Regions from separate parts of the Sus scrofa genome. Here region 2 is linked to region 1. The links are chromatin contacts, called in public Hi-C maps. All regions are on one chromosome and are shown on one strand. Each heading gives the region's core, a stretch centred on a gene start, on an enhancer-like site or on the middle of the called end of the contact. The rest is flanking DNA. Distances are from core to core; before and after follow the strand shown. Region 1 holds the start of SEMA7A (semaphorin-7A). Region 2 has its middle 35 kb from the start of CYP11A1.

The links. A called contact is a pair of places that touch in the nucleus more often than the background predicts.
Region 2: a Hi-C map of skeletal muscle shows a contact between it and region 1, with 7 times the contacts expected there. The contact joins the enhancer-like site here to the promoter of SEMA7A in region 1. A contact is called at or near these places in 5 of 5 promoter capture datasets (fetal liver, fetal skeletal muscle, liver and 1 more), 36 of 47 Hi-C or Micro-C datasets (adipose tissue, alveolar macrophages, blood and 17 more) and 2 of 2 datasets of contacts at active chromatin or transcription factors (alveolar macrophages and skeletal muscle).

The regions. Positions count from the first base shown.
Region 1 is chr7:59,093,524-59,096,270 of Sscrofa11.1, reverse strand. It overlaps SEMA7A (semaphorin-7A), which reads right to left and starts at 1,352. Exons shown (of 14, transcript XM_021099054.1): 1 at 1,120-1,352. The coding sequence starts at 1,300.
Region 2 is chr7:59,138,994-59,141,693 of Sscrofa11.1, reverse strand. No RefSeq gene overlaps it. Among named protein-coding and RNA genes, the nearest start is that of CYP11A1, 35 kb to the left of the region's middle. Within about 2 kb of position 1,278, at least 6 of the 83 cell types and tissues checked have an H3K27ac peak or open chromatin away from gene starts, as enhancers often do. A contact at or near this core is called in skeletal muscle, where this site is marked.

The sequences.
Region 1 (2,747 bases), core at 103-2,602:
TTTTTTCCCCCTCTCTCTCTGCTAAGAATACCTGCCCCAGATAATGCTCAGGCTCCTGCAATCCCTGCAAACCGCCTCAGGCATCAAAAGGCTCCCAGAGAGACCAGACCTACCATTCCCACCCCCACTGCCAGTCCACCACCACCACAGGGGGGCTGCAGCACCTGCCAAATTTGGGGACAGAGCATAGTCGTCCTGGGGGTGGGGAAGCATTTTTGTGCAATGCAGGGAACTTCAGTCCCTTGCAACACAAAACCTCAAAACCTACCCAGCCAGCTTTTTGACCCATTGTACAGTGATCTAAACTGAGGCGCCCCTGGGGAGACTTCGGTCCCCCAAGTTCACATATCCACCAGGGCCTAAAAGCTGCAGCCCCTTGCCAGATCCCCTACCTGGGGGTCCCAGTGGCCGCGCCCCACCCAACTGGCACTGCCCCCCATGCTGGCTCGGATTCCTGGTGACAACTGCCACGTGCGGACAAGGGGGGAGCGGCGGGTCCCAGCATTGCAGAGGCAGCGCCGGGGTGCCTGAAGCCTCCGCACGGAGCCACGTCCCGGCTCACTACAGGGTACCCACCCCTTTACCCGGCCCGCGCTTGGGGCCGGGGCGGGGGCAGGGGCAGGCAGCGGGGTCTTTGTTCCCGCAGCCGGAGCGCAGCGGCGGCGGCAAAGGGTCCGCGCCCCCCTTGCCGGCCCAGCCTGCGCCCTGCGCGACAGCGGAGCCCATAGCTCAGAAAGAGAGGAGCTGGGTGGGGGTCCCGGCAGGAGAAAGGATTCTGCACAGAGGCCTCAGCGCTGGAGGACTGAGAGCGCCTCGGGGCCGAGAGAAGGGCCCTCTCCCTCCCCCCTGCACCCCCGCGCTGCGGCTCCCGGCTGCGGGCGGACTTGGAGTGACTTAGCCGGGGCTCCAGCCCTTGCCGCTCGCTCGCCGCAGCGTCACAGCCCGCTCCGGCGTGGCAGCGGGCACACTCACACATTCACCCAGACCCACACGCTATCCGCGGGGACAGCCCAGGACCTGCATAGCCGCGCGCACGCACTCTCTCCAGTGCTGCACACTCCGCACCCGCCCCGCGCGGCATCGGATCTCGAGCCGCGCTGCAAGCGCGGCGCCACCTACCTTTCCAGACAGCAGAGATGCGGGGTCCGCTCTTCGAGTGGCCTTGAGAGGCGGCGGCCGTCCAGAGCGGCAGCAGCAGCAGCAGCAGCAGCCGCAGCGGGAGCCCGGACCGAGCCTGCGGACTGGGAACGCGGGCGCGCGGGGCGCCGAGGGCGGCGCATCCGGGCGGAGGCGGTGTCATCCCGCGGCCCCGGAGCAACGGCGGAGAGCAGCCGAGACTGAGCCAGCGCCCGACCGCAGGCAGATCCAACGAGAGGAGGCGGAGTCAAACGCCTGACCCCACCCCGCCCCTCCCCCGTCCCTCTCCGACTTCCCCACCCGCTGGCTTAGGGGTAAAGCAGTGACCGCTGTCAGGGGAATCTTCGACACCCCTTTCCTGGGCAACTCCACGGGGATAACCTGGGGGAAGGGGAGCAAGACAGACTTGTGGTCTCCTGTGATCGGCGCCAGGTCCTGTCCCCTCTCAAGGCCTTAGATTTACTCCCCCCACCCCAGGAAGGGATTGGCCTAGAAGTCAGAGAGGACCTCTCCTGAGGGAACAGACAACCTCGATAATGATCAGCTAAGTGGACTCTGAAGGCTGTGGTTCTCAGAGGATGGGCTGACCTGAGTGGACACGGCTCCTCTGAGCCTATAAGAAGGAACAAGACGCTTTCCCCTAAGGAGGGGGTGTGGGTTTTGGGCAGAAGGTCGATAATCTGTAGGGAGCACTCAGAGCCCCATCCTTGCTCAGCTGTGAGAACACGGAATTTTCATCTTGGCCTGGCTCCCTCCCCGCCTTTCTCCTCCCTTCCCCAGCCAGCAGCCTTCTGGGCTGCCTCCCCCCCAGCCAGCTGGTGTGTGCTCAGAAAATCCAAACTCATTTCCATGTGAGTGGAGGGGGATATAATTAAGAAGTCCCCTTCCCCAAGCAGAAAGAGAGGGGAGCATCCTGCGTGCCCAGGACTCACTGTTGGGAAGGCAGAGTCAGTCAGACCAGCTTTAAGGGATCTCTGCCCACAAGATGCATAGTTAGTGCTCAGCTATGCAGGCAGCCTGATGACCCCACCATGACCCCCTGCATAGGGTCCGGGCCAGTCCCTCTACAGTCACCTGAACAGCCCAGGCAGCTCTGCTTTCAGCTCACCTATTCAGAGCCATGTGCCTGCCTTTCTAAAGGAGTCTTCTCTCCCTCAAGCCAGAGAGGTCCCAGACCCACCTCTGCATCTGCCCAAGGTAACCATGGATGAAAAAATCCACTTATCCAGTGCCTACTGGATGCTTACCCCCAGGTGGACTGCACAGAGAAGAGACAGGGTGAGGAGTAAGTAGCAGAGGTGCACTGCAGCCTTCAAGACCCACAGACCTAGCTGGACTTGAGTCACACGCTGCAGACACCACCAGAGACAGAGAGCAGCCTGTCCTGGCCTCAGCTCCAGCTCCAAACCTCTGCCCTGCTCCATGGCCAAGAAGAGGTTATCATCAGGAAGTTCTGCCTTACCATTCCATATTTTGCTTCCAGCTATCCCCTCCTGCTTCCCTAAGTGTCACCAAAATACACCAACAGGCCAAAAGGCGAAATCAAGATGGCTCCAGAGATCATGCAGGACTAAGTTCCTGGCTCACTGGATGGGGCCAACAGCTTCATG
Region 2 (2,700 bases), core at 29-2,528, 45 kb before region 1:
GGCCTCATGCTGACGTCCCGTCTGAGTCTGGCCGATATCCTAGTGCTCTCAAATTGCATTCAGAATACCCCTCCCCACCCCACTGCCACCATCATCCTAATTCAGTGCCATCACCTTTGGTGTGGACCACAATAAGAGCTTCAAATTGAAAGTCTCTTCCCCCTTCTGGGGCTTCGATCACACTGACATTGTGGGTAAAGCAGGCCTCCGGGGGCCCCCTCCACTTCAGCTACCTTAGCTCTTCCTCAGCCCCTTCTACTCCACCTGCTCAACCAGTCTTTGTTCCTCTGTTCCCTCTGCCTGGGATTCCTCTCCCCTCTCCCCACCCCCAGGCTTTGCCCAATTATTACCTACTCTTCAGGTTTCAACCCACGTTACCTCCTCCAGGAAGCCTTCCCTGATCTCTCAGCTAAGTCCAATTCCCTATTACCTGTACCCCTGGCACCATGCATCCCTCTCTCTAGCCCTTGTCAGAGTTGCATGTATGTTGTGAGGTTTAGTCGTGGGGTAAATGGTGAGTCTCCCCCTCCCCCACTAGATCGGAACTAGGTCTAGGTTGGCCTCCATCCCCCCTGCAGCATGTGGCACAGCGCTAGGCACATAATAGACACTCAGTAAACAGGCACTGAATGGATGGATTCCCCAGCCAGCAGGATGACCTGTAGTGAGTCTGCAGCCCCTCTTCTCCCATCCCCCAACCCTACCCTACAAGGCCACAGGTCCTCTCTCTCCGACCCTTCTCATCTGGAATCCTCAGAGCCTCCTAACTGTTAGGCTCTGCGGTGGGACAGGGCAGACAGCCTGCCCCCAGACCCCAAGATCAGGGCCAGACTCAAGACCCCCATAAATTCCCCAACAGGAGCCAGAGATAGCCTCAGTGACACAATGGCCATGATCTAGTCCCTCAGAGGAGCCTTCCTCCCTGAGTTTACATCTGACTACTGTTTCCCACTCAGGGCCTGTGGCCCTCAGAGACTGTCTAGCCTCCGCCTAGAGCCAGATGACCAGAGAGGGCCAGGGCCCAGCCCAAAGTCCCACAGCAAGGCTGCCACAGAGCCTCAAGAATCCAGGGCGACAGCTTCAGCTAGGGTTCTCCCCGTGCTATAATAAACGGGGCTATTTTTAGGAAGCTAATTAGCAAGTCAAATATGACTCCTGCTAATAATAATGCCACCTTTATGCTTTTCAGTCTCTGTGTCACCTCATTTGCTCCTGTGACAGCCAGGTGGGCTGGGCAGTGAAGCAGGAGATGATCTCATTAGAAAGGCATAGTCCAAAGAGAGGAATTGGCTTGCCCTCCAGCCCATCCCACAAGGCAGCTCAGTGATACCCCCAGCAGGGCACGGTGTCCCAGAGGCTCCTGTCCCCTGGCCCCAGCAGCCCTCCATGTCAGCTGTAGACCCAAACTTGCCTTTTTACATCCTTAAGACTCAGATAGGCTCAAGGCCTTGTATCTACCAGTGTGCTTTCCCCCGCAAATCTCTAGCTTCTGCCAGGGATCGTTCTGGGCAAAGAGGCATGGGCAGCCGAGCTGTGCAGCCTGGGTTACCCCTCAACCTGGGACCCTGGTTGGAGAGAATGACAGCTTCATCCCCAAAGGGGCTGAGGTCAAGTCCAGCTCCTCATCCTGCAGCCCCACTTCCTGTCCATACCCCCTCCCCTGCTGAAAATCCTGGAACATCTATCTGATGACATCAGACAGGGCCGGATGAATATCAACATGAGGTCAGATCCTCGACTGCTTCCTGAGCCCTTCCCAGAGAAGGAAGGTGCTTCCCACCAGGATGCAGGTGTCGTTCTGCCTGGGAAATGGAGTAGGGGGCAGGGCGTGCCTCTTCTCAGGTGGGCAACGGGGGCATGGGTGGGTGCTGTGAGCATCATGAGCCCCAAGGGCTCAGCACATGCTGAGGAGGGTGGCAGGGTAAGGCCAAGAGGGTCCACGGGCTGGTTCCCAGAAGCCTTGAATCACAAAACAAGGACCCATTGTCATGGGTCCTTCACCCAGCCTGGCCGGGGAGCTCTGCGGTGGGGAGGGCTTCTCAGAAAGGGGGCACTGTGGGGTCTCAAGGGCCACCAGGAGGGGGAGATGGCCACAGCAGGTGCAAAGGTGTGGAGAAGAGGATGGGTTCAGTGTTCCCTCTTGGGTTAAGGCCGCTGGTCTGCGTCCCACCTGAGCCAGGTAGGCTGGCCTGCAAGGGGAGAATCGGGGTCCCCCACAGGTGATGACCACCCCCGGCACTGCTCCCCATCATGGAGTCTCTTCACTGACTGACAGATCAGTGACTGGTCCCTGTTGGGCCAGCAGGGAGGGGCCGCTTGCCAGGAAGGGAGACGAGGCCCATCCTGGTGAGGAAGGAGGTGAGGCCTCCCAGGAGAGCCTGGGGGTGAGGGGTGCCCCTCCCTCCCTCTGTTACCTGGCAGGACGAGGCAGTCACTCCTGATCCTGGCCCCAGACCCAGTTCCCACCAACGAGGAGCCCCCACACCTGACAGGGGACAGCGATGATGCTGCCACAGCAAGAATGAGGCCATCAGTGAACAAAGACGGGGATGGGGACTGCGTCTGCAGGAGTCATTCCTGAGGTGGCAGTGGGCACCTCGGCCACATGGCTGAGGGAGGAGGCATGAGATCACCTCCCCCTTGAGGGTCCCGTCCAGAGTGTTTCTGATCACGTTCTTGGGATCAGGGCTGCCCTAGACC